Regions from separate parts of the Sus scrofa genome. Here region 1 is linked to region 2. A link is a contact called in public Hi-C data. All regions are on one chromosome and are shown on one strand. The core of a region is the stretch at or near the end of the contact, and the rest is flanking DNA. Distances in the headings are between cores, read along the strand shown.

Region 1 (5,989 bases), core at 2,001-4,500, 430 kb after region 2:
GTGAGCAGCCACCACAAGCTACCTAGAGCACTCCCTGGCCTGTATCCTGAATAGTGGTCCTTTTCCTTCTGCCTTTTATCCTGTTGCTCTGGGATCTCTTATATCAGAAGATACACTCAAGCTAAGCCTATAAAATTGAATAGACTGAAAGTTTGGAACAATATGGATGAAAATCCAAGGGGTCCAAAGATATTTGATGCTAGTTGGCCAATTTGGTGAATCAAAAATACGCAAGAGACGAGTTCCCTCCTTGAATGTATCTCCACAGTGAAGTCATACCTACGTGATTACCGCTACACAGACCTAACTACTCTGGCTCCTGATGGCCCTTACTTACTGATGGCTCACTCTGTGCCAGGCGTTCTTCTCACCACTGACATGAACCCACTTATTTAGTGCAGAGAGCTCAGGGGCTCATTGTATCATTGTTCAGTTTGGCTCTCTTTTGCTGCGAAAACCAGTAAATCCTAAACTATGAGAGAGAGATCAAGAGCTTGGATTGCAAGTCAGAAATCATGCCAACTAGTTCCTGGTCTTGTAGAAAGTAACTAGTCAAGGATCCCATTTCTACCCAGGAAGTCATAACTGCTTTGGAAGAAAGCAATCAATTCTCTCCCCATCACCATCTCACACTCAGCAAATCTAGGATTTGTCTTAATGGATTTCTGTGCCTGTGGCCAACATACACATGCATCTGGATTGAGAAAACATTTCATGCCCCCTACTGTTGACTCCTCAATCACACTTAATTCATATGTGAACATATGCTACAAAATTCCCTCAAACATCACCACCATTGTCCAGCCTACTTGCCCAATGACCAAGCCCATCTCTTCAGTGTACTTAGACTCTTAAATGATATGCCAATGTATTTTTGTGTCATTTGCTCATCCAGACCCAAAGGGTAGACTCTTTGCCACTTTTACATCATGTCTCCTGAATGCCCAAATCTCTCTGAAGCTAAGTATGGACACTCAAAATGTATGTTTATCTGTTGGTAGTTGTGCAGGCAAGAAGAGAGCAACTTTTTCTGGACCCTCCCTGGCCTGGAGGAAGGCTAGTTACATAGCATGAAGGCAATCCAGCCATAAACAAGGGATAGAGAGATGCATTGTCTTACCAAGCCAAAGTATATCCTGGGTTCAAGAAGGGAAAACCCTCAAGTTTATGAAAATGACAGGGATGATCCTATGGCCCCCAGACACCAAAGAGTAGGAGACATAGAGCTGGGGTATAGAGCCTTGGTTTTCCAGATTCAGTGTAAGATGACCTGGACCTAAGTCACTTACCTCTCTTGACCTTCCCTGTAGGAAAAGATACTAACATTCATCTTTCCTACTCTGCATGGATTTTGTGAATATGCTAATAGCGACAAAAACATTAAAGCAGTAGTTTCAGACATGAGTGGGAATACTAGAAGTAGTAGTAACAGGTGTGAGAAGTGCCTGGAAATGTATGTTTCATACCCATCATCTTATTTAAACCACACTAACACCCTCTGGAGTCGCTGCGGTTGTTCTCCAAACTTTGTATATAAAGAAAGTGAAGCAAGGTTTACCTTGCCTAAGGAGACAAGGTAAATGAAAGAGCTGAGTGTTAATTTCAGTTCTGTGATACGAACACATAACCCCATGCTCCCTCTGGGACCAAGTGAGAAAAGCAAAAGCTGGTTGAAAGCATGACACTTGGTGCGACGATGGGTTATTTCAACGTCTCTTTGATTTCCCTAAGGTCATTCCATTTGCTGCTGACTGTGATCTGGATGAATGCACCTGCCGAGACCCCAAGGCTGAAGAAAATCAGTGACTGTGGGAATGAGCCCCTCCTTCCACTGCCCTGGAGGCAGTGAGAAAGAGAGAGCCCTCCACAAAAGGAAACAAAAGGTGAATGAAGAAGAAAGGTCATGAAGGGAGGGACGGATGAAGAACATGGAGAATCTTATAAGAAACTCAAGAGGATGTTTATAGGTGCCAACTATTGCATCAAGTAGTCCAAGTAAGGAAGAATCATAGGCAAAAAAAAGTTTCTTCAAAGAGGCAGTTGATTTAAAGTGGAAAGAAAAATACGATAGATATACAAGGACCCTCCTCCCATTTATATTCTCTCCAACCCCATCGTGAATTCTTGCCCTGCTTCCCACTCTGCACCCTGTCAACTATTCAGCCCTACCCAACTTGTAAACTAGTACCAAAATACTAGAAGAGAAGCTGCCAGGGACACTCTGTTAATACTGGTTTCACATGGATTGCCACCCTTCAGGGCTCTTCTAATCTAAACTGGCTCGCTCCCTTTCTTTGTGTAGTCTCCCTTAGGAATATCGAGGTTAGTGATTAATTCTTTATAAGTATTTAAACATAATTATATAAATATATTATATATATTATATTTTTTGCCGTCTACTAAGCTAAAAATTATTCATGGTTCCACACATGCTGCTGTGAAGTTCACATCCAAAATGAATGCTGAGGGTTTGAGGACCGAGAGACAAGTTATTCTACCATCGTTCTAGTCCTAGGGGCTGGCAGGTTGAGAGGGAACTGGAGAAGGAAGGAGAGCGATCAGATGCAGTTTTTGATGATAATATGTCAGCTAATCATCTTTTTATGAGCTGGGAGCTGGGCCCAGTTGGAGAAGATGGGGTCTCGGAATGATAATACTAAGAGGCACAGAAAAGTGGGTAGGGGGTATGCATTGGTGATGGGTCCAGGAAAACTAGACTAGGATCCATCCAAAAAGAATATATTCTATTCACTTCTCCGAATTCCTAGCTGCACTTGGTGAGACCCAGGATTTTCTACACTTCCATGTGTGCCTGTTCCAAGTGTGGCTCTCAGCCAGCCACTCAGTTAACAAGTTTGTATGAGGGCTCTTTCTCTGATCACCAGGATTACAGGAAGTCACGCATTCCTCATTCTTGGCCTGTGGTCTCACTCATTCTAAGTCCCCAAGCCTGGCCATCATTCACAGCCACATGACCTATTGTTGATTTTCTGGGGAAAAAAAAAAGACTGTCATGGAAATGACATCGGGAAAAGGTGGGAGGAGATGGAAGAACAGGCAGGGATGGAGGAGCCAAGGGAGGCAGTAGACAGGGGAGAAGTCAGGGTTAATCAGAGCGCAGGGCCAGGGAGGATGAAATGAGTCAAGGAAACTCAACCTTGTTCCAAGTCTCCCAAGCAGACCAAATGGGATCCTTTGCACAAGGCAGAATGGGAGTTAAATTCTCTTCAAGTGCGATGTGTCAAATCTGTGTCCCAGAGAGTTCCTTTGGAGCAAGCTGTAAAATACATGGAGCAAGGGTGACACTCTGTGGGGAGAGAGAAGCATTTCAACGATTTGGGGTCCATTTTGTCCTCGTTACCCTTTCTTGCTCAATCGTTGGACTGTACGTGAAATGACCAGGGTAACCTGCCTCTCTGTTTACATCCAGGCTGATGCTCCCTGCATGTGGTCTCTTGCAGTTGTTTTTTGGTAATGATTTATGGATGAGGCCTTGGAGAGGGAGGGTAAGGAGCTAGTTTCTTGTTCAACACCCCAGTTTATCATCTCAGGAAGGGCTGGGAGGTTTGCCTCCCTCCAAGCCTCTTCTCCAGTGGAAGGGAAGAAAGGACAGGCACAAGTTCAAGGGCAGCCTTGGGCTCTCTGGATCTCCTTCCTGCACTTTGGCTCTGACTGCAGTATTCTACTCTTCCCATCCACCCTGAAGCAAGGGCTGTGCAAATAGAAAGGGGAAATACCAATCCCCCACCCCCACTATCTTGAACCGGATTTTATGTAGGAAAGAACAACATTCTGGAATGAAGTTAAAAGGAGAAGGCAACATACACATATTTACCTGCGGGGATGTGAAGTGAGAGCAGCAGAGTCACTGGGGAAAGGAAAGAGCAGCGTCTGCCCATCGAAAATATACCTGTCCTCTGTATTTACAGCCCTAACAGCAAGTATTGCCTGGATGCCTGCTGGTGCTTATCTGGGTTGGCATTCAGTGCCCCCCAAGAAGAGAATATTTGGGGGATTCTGATAGGTCACAACATGGAAGGGACAATAGAAAAGTTTAGATGCTCCATCTTAAAACAGTTGTGAAATCATTATCCAAAGTTCTTGAAGCCGGCAAACTGTGCAGGGAACCCTGTCCTGTCTGAGACTGAGGCAGCAGAGCTGTTACCCTGGGCCCTGCAGGGCTCAGGGAGGCTCCAGCACGGCCCCTCCCCCAGGAACTCAGAGACTGCGCTTCACAGTGCAAGACTGGCCTGTCCCCCTATAGGAATCACAGGACATTTCTCTTTTGTACTCCATTTAAAAATATTTTATTATCTGTGGGCAACATCTGCACTCCATCACTGCCCTGGGAATGTGAGCGGTGGTGTGTGGAAAGCCCTTCAGGCAGAAGGCTGCCTAGCCCGAGTCGGCTCTGGCCATTCAGAGACAGCAGGTTCCCCCAACCTTTGTTCCTGGAGCCTGTGCTTTGCGCTCCTCAGGTCCCTGATAAAGCTGAAGGTCTGAGATGCCATGGTCACAGATCCCCAGTGGATATCAGCTCCACTGGCTCCATGGGTCTGTGTTCTGCGGCTCTTCCCACCCACAAGGCCACAGAGGCTCTACCATCAGTTCTTTGTTCCAAAATCACTTCTCTGCTTCCTCTTTTTCCTAGTAAGTAGGAGCGCTGGTGTCCACGTTGCCTGGGGCTGCAGGACTCTGGTGATTAGCATAACAGCTCCGACCAGAGAGACTAGATTGGAGGGAGGAGAAGGATCAGCTGGCAAACTTGCACCTGAAGTGAAGAGCTGCTCTTGATTCTCTCCTTTCCTTCCCTCCATTACAAGGCATTGGATTTGGCACTTCCTCTCCTCTGAGATCCCTATTGAGTGTGACCGTTTGCACCCCAAAGGGATGGTTTGATTAGGAACGTAGTGAAAAGAGCGGATCTACTGTATTGTAACGTAAAACAGCTACAGCCAGTTATTTTGTAAGATTATAAGATGTTCATTAAAAAATCAGCACACAGAATGGGAAGTGTCTTCAGTGTCTTATTCTTCGTTTAAATCATTCCATCACTTCCAAGTTGCTTTTCATTTGCTCGTGCCCGGTCCAGACATCCATCATTGATTAATTGATTGATGAGTCCTTTCAGTCACTTAAAAACTTTTAAGTAAATGGTGCACATAAAGAAGATAAACATGAAGGTTCCTGGGAAGAGATGACATATTCAAAAGCAGAATGATGTCAAGTGTCTCATGAGTTGTAGAAGTAAAATGCAAGAGGAGTTCCCTGGTGGCTTAATGGTAAAGGATCTGGTGTTGTCACTGCTATGGCTTGGGTCAGTGTTGTGGCACATGTTTGATTTCCCCATGCCTCGGGATATGGCAAAAAAAAAAAAAAAAAAAAAAAAAAAGAAGAAGAAAAAGAAAATAAAATGCAAGAATCACAGTTCAGAGGAAATAGACATTACTCCTGGATGCCAAAGGGAGGCATTATTTGAAAGATGGTCTGTGACGGTTGCTTATGAGCTTAATAAGCAGAAACGGGAAAGAGGGAGAGAAGCATCCCTGCAAAGTGGAGAATGGGATTGACATTATGGAGGTAGGACTAGGAAAAGGGCCAGGTGAGAGTGAATCTCCCTGGAGCACCCAACTTGGCTGGAAAGTAGAAGGCAGCTGACACATGCCCTACGTTTGGCATAGACAGTCTTATTTAATCCTCAAAAACAGATCTACAGCTTCCATAGTCTTGTTTCACAGATGTGGACACCAAGTGTAAAGAAAGTCCTCTAAGGTCATGGGCCTGAAACTAGGTTCAAGCCTGGTCCCATCAGACACCAAGATATAAAAAGGAAAAGAAAAATGATGGTTCATAGGATGGGAACAGGGAAAGGGTGGAGGTAGAGAGAGATGTCAAAGACAATGCCTCTGCACTATTTTTACACCCACAAAGCTTATCATCACCGACAGAAAAGGGAAGCCAAGAGGAGTAAATTGTTGAAGAAAAAGCA
Region 2 (5,992 bases), core at 775-3,274:
ATTTCAATATACTAGAAGATTTCCAGTGGTGTTCAGTGCCTTAGGTATAATTTCTTCTTATACCAAGGGGCTAAAATGGGCCTCTTTACAGAGACTCTTTTAGCTGAAGGACTTTTCTTCTTCATTGAAATGTTTTCAAAGCAAGTGTAGCTATTACTTACTTTTGAACACTGGGCACACAAAAACCTTCTGAAAATGAATGGCTGGCTAGGAACTCCTTAATTGAAAGAAGAGTATATAAATGATTTAGGGCTTCACAGCTGCCAGAAGAAAATGCAGAACCTCTCTGGAGGTACACTTCTTCAACCTAGGGTGCACAAGATTTCCATAGATAAAGCCACAATGAAGATAAATTCACACTTCAAAATGGTAAAACAGCAGAGAAACAATTCTTTCCGAATGACAGTGCATCAATGAAGCGCATCATCAAGTGGAGACCATCAAATATGTATGCTTAAGTTGACATAAAGCATGAGATTCTGAAAAAGAATAGGCATGTTTAAAAATAATTAAATAAAACTTAGAAATGGAACCATGTAGACATCGAAATTAGTGAATAGGGTAAAAATGCTGGATAAGGCTAAAAAGAAAATTAGTATACTAGAAGATAAATCTGAAGAAATTACCAGGAAAGCCCTGAAAAAAGAAAATGTTGGAAAGTATGAGTCATCAAGAGCTCTTGAAGATACAAGGAGACGAAACATAGATCTATTAGGGGTTTCAGTAAGAAAGAATAAAGAGACTGGCAAGAGAGGTAAAATTCAAAGATAGAGCAGCTAAGAATTTTTTCAGGATTAATTAAAAACAAAAATCCTCAGACTCAGAAGCACAACAAATTCTTGGCAAAATAAGTAAATAAATCCACATATAACTCATATTAATGAAACTACAGAATATCAAAGACAAAAAGAATGTAATAAAAGCGGCTTTAGAAAAAAGGACAAGTTAGCAGCAAAGGAATGACAGTTTAACTAGCTGGAGATTTCTCACCATGCAATGATAGAAGTCAAAAGGACAGTGGGAAAATATCCTCAAAATGCTAAGGGAAAGTAAATATTAACCTAAATTCTAAAGCAAATTGCACTTTAGGAATAAAATCTTCTCTCCTCCAAAAACAGCATTTTCAGACAAAATAAGACTAAAAGAACTTAGCACAAAAGAACTCTGTGGAAGGAACTACTGAAAGATGTAATCCCAGAGAAAGAAAATTGTACTAAAAAGTGAAAGAAGGAGTGGTGAGCAAATGAGTTCTCTGTTTCCTCTTACTACTGCTGGATGTCCAGTGCCTTCCATAGGGTTAGGGGCAGGAACTGAGCGTGGAGATAAGGTAAGGAGACAGGTTTCTGTTGCTGTACATTTATTTTTGTGTATGTGTAACACATTTTTCCATAGTTGCTGTACTACAAGTAGAGATGAGGTTCCCATGTTGGCCCTTCAAAGCCTATTGAACTCAAGTGCTACTTATACATAAAACTGAGAGAGGAATACCTGAGTCCAGGAAGAATTAAGTAAAGAGACAGAGATTCCTAAATTACCAAGTCTAAAACCTTGCTGTGATGGCAGTGACAGTCATGGGGGTAGGAGCAGTGAGTACCTGAATATCAGGTTCCTACAGGAAATCCTAGATTCTTCCTCTGAAGAAATAGCCATTTTTCCCCTGGACTCTAATTAGACCTTGCCTTTTCTTTAGTGGTTACTGACAGTAAAAAGGGAAGAACAAGAACTTGGGGAGAAACATCATCAAAGGGGGCACGATTGCCAACAAGCCTTTGGATTTCACATAAAGGGTCCTTTTAAGCAAATACTTCTTTAAGCCTAAAGGCCTAGCTGAGTTGCCTGAGACACGCTTTAGTGCCCAGTCATTTTTTCTGGAAATAAATTCACCAGCAGACTGATGATGAGATGATTATGCAGAGATGCCAACCCCAGAAACCCTCTGGATGGAAGGAATGCCTGAGCCCAGCAAGGGCTGGGCAGTGAAGGTCTGGAAAAGGGCAAGGAAACAACAGGTGTTCTTGCTTGGCGCCAAGGGTGTGCTGCAGACAGTCTCATAAAACATTCACAAGGTTGGCCAACGCTGGGTGGAGCCCAGAGTAAGCGCAGGTGCAGTATAAAGGGAAACCCCAGGGCAGCTAAAAATGGAGAGATTCTAGGAAAGAGAGCCAAGTAGGGAAGATTAAAGTAGTTATACTGTACCCACCCGCACACCCAGATAGAGATGAAACAGATGGGCTCAGGTTTCTACAGGGCAAAATATAAGTCTGAGAGCAGCAGGTTATTTGTGTGTGTATGTGTGTGTGTGAAAAAAACAATAAATTACAAAAAGGAACGCAAAACCAAGAGCTATTATGTTAGGGCAGTTTTTTGTTTGGTTTTCGTTTGTTTTTTGGCTGTGGCGTACAGCGGCTTGATGTTGGATCTTAGTTCTCAGACCAGGGATTAAACTCAGGCCTCAGAGGTGAAAGTGCAGAGTCCTAACCACTAGACCACCAGGGAAACTGCATTATGTTAGAGGAGTTTTAACAGAAGCTTTTAACCAAAATGGAGTTGCTTGACGGCAGAAAAATTAACTTTTGATCAGATTAGAGCTATTGTTTCTCATCGTGTCATCAAATGAAATGAGAGAGCAAGAAGTCATTAGAATATGCTTTTCCATAAAGGATTTCAATTTAATAAAGCCTAGCTTTTTAGAGAATAAAATAGGTAATCTAGAAAGGTGCTGACAAGCTTAATGAGGCTTTAATTGGGGAATAAGGATATCATAATTAAGGAAGCTGGCAGAATGAGAGCTGAAATGCTGGCTTGAAGGGTTAACTTGAAAAGTAATATATGCCACACGATAATCTTACTTACTAAGCTCTTTACTTTTTTATTTCTTTTTGACTCAGAAAATGTGGACAATGGACTGTTTTCCCCCTTGCTTTTCCACCTTCCTGTCATTGTCATCACCACTAGGACATGAAGATAGTTTTACTGTTCTCCCCTCTGAACCCTTCGTTCCAGCAGGAATGTCTGCATGAAAATCCAGGGAACTCCATCAGTTCAGTTTAGCAAATATTTATGAAATGTCTGCTATGTCAAGCTAGGTACCAGTGACTGCAGCTGTAAAGACAGGATGATAGAAAGGTGATTGAGTGAGGCAGGCAGATAAAGCATCAGGTCATTCCTACGAGCTGGATGATCAAGGTGGCTGACGGGGTCACCCTCTGCAGCGTGGGATTTATTATTAAAGGGGTCTAGTGCTTTGGATGGAGGTTTTCCACACCGGCTGCTTCCTCATATTTCTCATAGTGGTACCACCTGAGAAAATTAAAAAATGTGTTCCATAGTTTGTACCACCTAGATTCTGGGTTAGTTATCTGAGTGGGGCTCAGGCCCAGACCTGTTCAAAGGCTTCTCAGCTTAACAGTCATTGGTTTCACAATGGGCAGTTTGGTTTTGACCTCAACCACCCAAGCCCTCACTTTTCTCATCACTAGTTTGGGATAATGTTAGTGTTTGCCTGTGGTGAACAGTTGCTGGGCAGCTTGCTTTCCACTGGGAGTGGCCCTCCCCAAGGCAGATGGTGCCAGGGGGGGTCTTCCAGTCCCATTACCTGCCTATCTCTGGTGGAAAGGGATGACTGCAGGACTCAAGGCCCTTAGAGCTTTGGTCTGAGTGTTATGCACAGGACTCAGCAGGGCCATTCTTCCATGATGGAGAGAAGGAGAGGGAGCAGGCAGGGAGAGCAAGAGAGGAGGGAGGTGAACAAGAAGAAAGGTCTGTTCCTTTTGACCTCTAAGGAGGCTCCTGGAGGTTTGGGGCTCCAAGCAGTCATTCTCCCCAGGTATACCATGGCTGAAAATGAAGTCAGAGTAAAATAGAGTTGAGAAACAAAAACAGTGACAGTATCCTGATAACATCATCTGGTCCCCTGGATTCAGCCATTTCTCAAGCTAGGATTATCTACCCTTGGACTTTATAGTTATGCCAGGCAGTTAATTCTCTCTAATGCTAAGCTATTTTGAATCAGTTTTATGTTATTTGTTCATTAAAAAATTGCCATGAAGCTTCTGTGAGGATAAAGTGAAATAATGTAGGGAAAACACAAATCCTGAGATACCATAAACACTCAGTAAATTCTGGGTGTCCCCCGCATCCCCATCACATGGTCCTTGGTGCCACCATTGCTCATTTTTCTCCACAAGCGGGCTGAAGAATGGGATGCAGTTACAATATTTTCTCCCTTCTGTACTGTTTATTAGAAAGAATTGAGAAAAATTTTAATGTGTGCTATAGTTTGTTTGCTGTTTCTGTTATCTTAGCCATTGTCCGCAGTTCTATGAAGGAAGGAGGATGCTGTAAGTTTAGGGCCTTTGAGTACACCCAGCCTTCAGAGTTTCATGCTGTAGCAGGCAGAGGAAGAGGCACTGCTTAAAAGCCATCTGTTCTTTATATTTTCACCATTCATCAAAAAATCGGCCTCAGTATCTTCTCTGTGGTTTACTTCCTGTTCCCCATGTGCTCACTGCCTGCTCCACCTTTGCACGTTTGCTCCAGTTTGACTCGAAGTCCTTCCTTGCCTTTTCTTTATCCATCTACGTCTAGTTGCCCTACAAGACCCAGATCAAGTCCCTTCTTCTCCATGGAGCTTTTTTTTGAACAGTCTCTCTGACATCACCCCGCATTCCTTAAACTTTTAATATCGTATTTAGGTTAGTTTTAAATGTGCAGTTGCTTTCTCTCCTCGGCAACATGGTAGCGTTCCCATCTTGTGGTGTAGTGGGTTAAGAATCCAACTGCAGCGGCTCCAGTCAATTCGGAGGTTCGAGTTCCATCCCTGATCCACCAAGGTGGGTTAAAGGAGCCGGTGTTGCTGTACCTGCCCATAGGTCATAGCTGCTGCTTGGATTCAATCCCTGGGCTGGGAACTTCGATATGCCATGGGTGAGGCCATAAAAAAATAAGTAAAAATAAAAAACAAGATGGTATTTTCATTGAAGGCAAGGGAAATCACTGTATTTTGCTGAATCCCTCTGCACATAACAGATTCCCTATGATTGCTTGTTCGAAGAGTTTCATTCAAATGAGGCATTTCTTTCAGGGGCATATGAGGAATTGCGTTGGTTGGTTGTAACGCTGCACAGTAGACCTAGCTCCAGAAAAATCACAGAGGTCTTTATGAGCCATAGCTCCAGCTTCAGGGAATTCTAGATACCAGTTCTTAACTGCCTTTGCAGTTTATAATCAAGTCATAGAATTTCTTTTTCTATTGTTTTATCTTCTACTTCTGCCACAATTTGCCTTGGAGATTGGTATGGAAATTTGAGCTCCATTGAGTTAAATGTGAAATCTTATTACTTATACCATAATCTGGTCCTATTCTAGAAGTCTGTGTCAATTCCAAAACGTTTTCTGGCCTTTTTCTTTTTTGCTGTGCCAACCAACCATGTACACAGTCTAGTGAGGTCACTCTTCTTGTGTGTGATGAGGTCAGGCTGCCTGCTGCTTTAGACTAATTTAGATGATGCCTATTTAGTAAATAAATAGACATATTTGGCTTCTCTCCCCAAATATAATTGTACCTGTTTTGCCACAGCCAGGATTGGAATGAATAAGGAGTTTCCTTCTTTCCAGTAAAGCCTTCTCTGTCCATCATTTCATACATGGGTAACAATCATGAAATCAGAAAAGGAGCTGTATCATTTTAATTTTCTAATTTTTTATTTTTTATTTTTGTCTTTTCTAGGGCCACACCTGCAGCACATGGAGGTTCCCAAGCTAGGGGTCTAATCAGAGCTATAGCCACCGGCCTACACCACAGCCACAGCAACGCGGGATCCAAGTCACGTCTGCAACCTACACCACAGCTCCCGGCAATGCTGGATCCTTAACCCACTGAGTAAGGCCAGGGATTGAACCCACAACCTCATGGTTCCTAGTCGGGTTCGTTAACCACTGAGCCACGATGGAAACTCCTAATTTTCTATTTAAAATGAAACAGAAAACAAGC

What was found. A called contact is a pair of places that touch in the nucleus more often than the background predicts.
Region 1: a contact with region 2 is called in a Hi-C map of fetal skeletal muscle, with 2.9 times the contacts expected there. The contact joins two enhancer-like sites. A contact is called at or near these places in 1 of 5 promoter capture datasets (liver), 24 of 47 Hi-C or Micro-C datasets (adipose tissue, alveolar macrophages, brain and 14 more) and 1 of 2 datasets of contacts at active chromatin or transcription factors (skeletal muscle).

Annotation. Positions count from the first base shown.
Region 1 is chr9:118,630,966-118,636,954 of Sscrofa11.1, forward strand. PAPPA2 (pappalysin-2) reads left to right here. Exons shown (of 23, transcript XM_003130330.6): 23 at 1,732-5,007. The coding sequence ends at 1,806. Among named protein-coding and RNA genes, the nearest start is that of PAPPA2, 270 kb to the left of the region's middle. Within about 2 kb of position 3,251, at least 9 of the 83 cell types and tissues checked have an H3K27ac peak or open chromatin away from gene starts, as enhancers often do. A contact at or near this core is called in fetal skeletal muscle, where this site is marked.
Region 2 is chr9:118,198,402-118,204,393 of Sscrofa11.1, forward strand. No RefSeq gene overlaps it. Among named protein-coding and RNA genes, the nearest start is that of RFWD2, 87 kb to the left of the region's middle. Within about 2 kb of position 2,025, at least 3 of the 83 cell types and tissues checked have an H3K27ac peak or open chromatin away from gene starts, as enhancers often do. A contact at or near this core is called in fetal skeletal muscle, where this site is marked.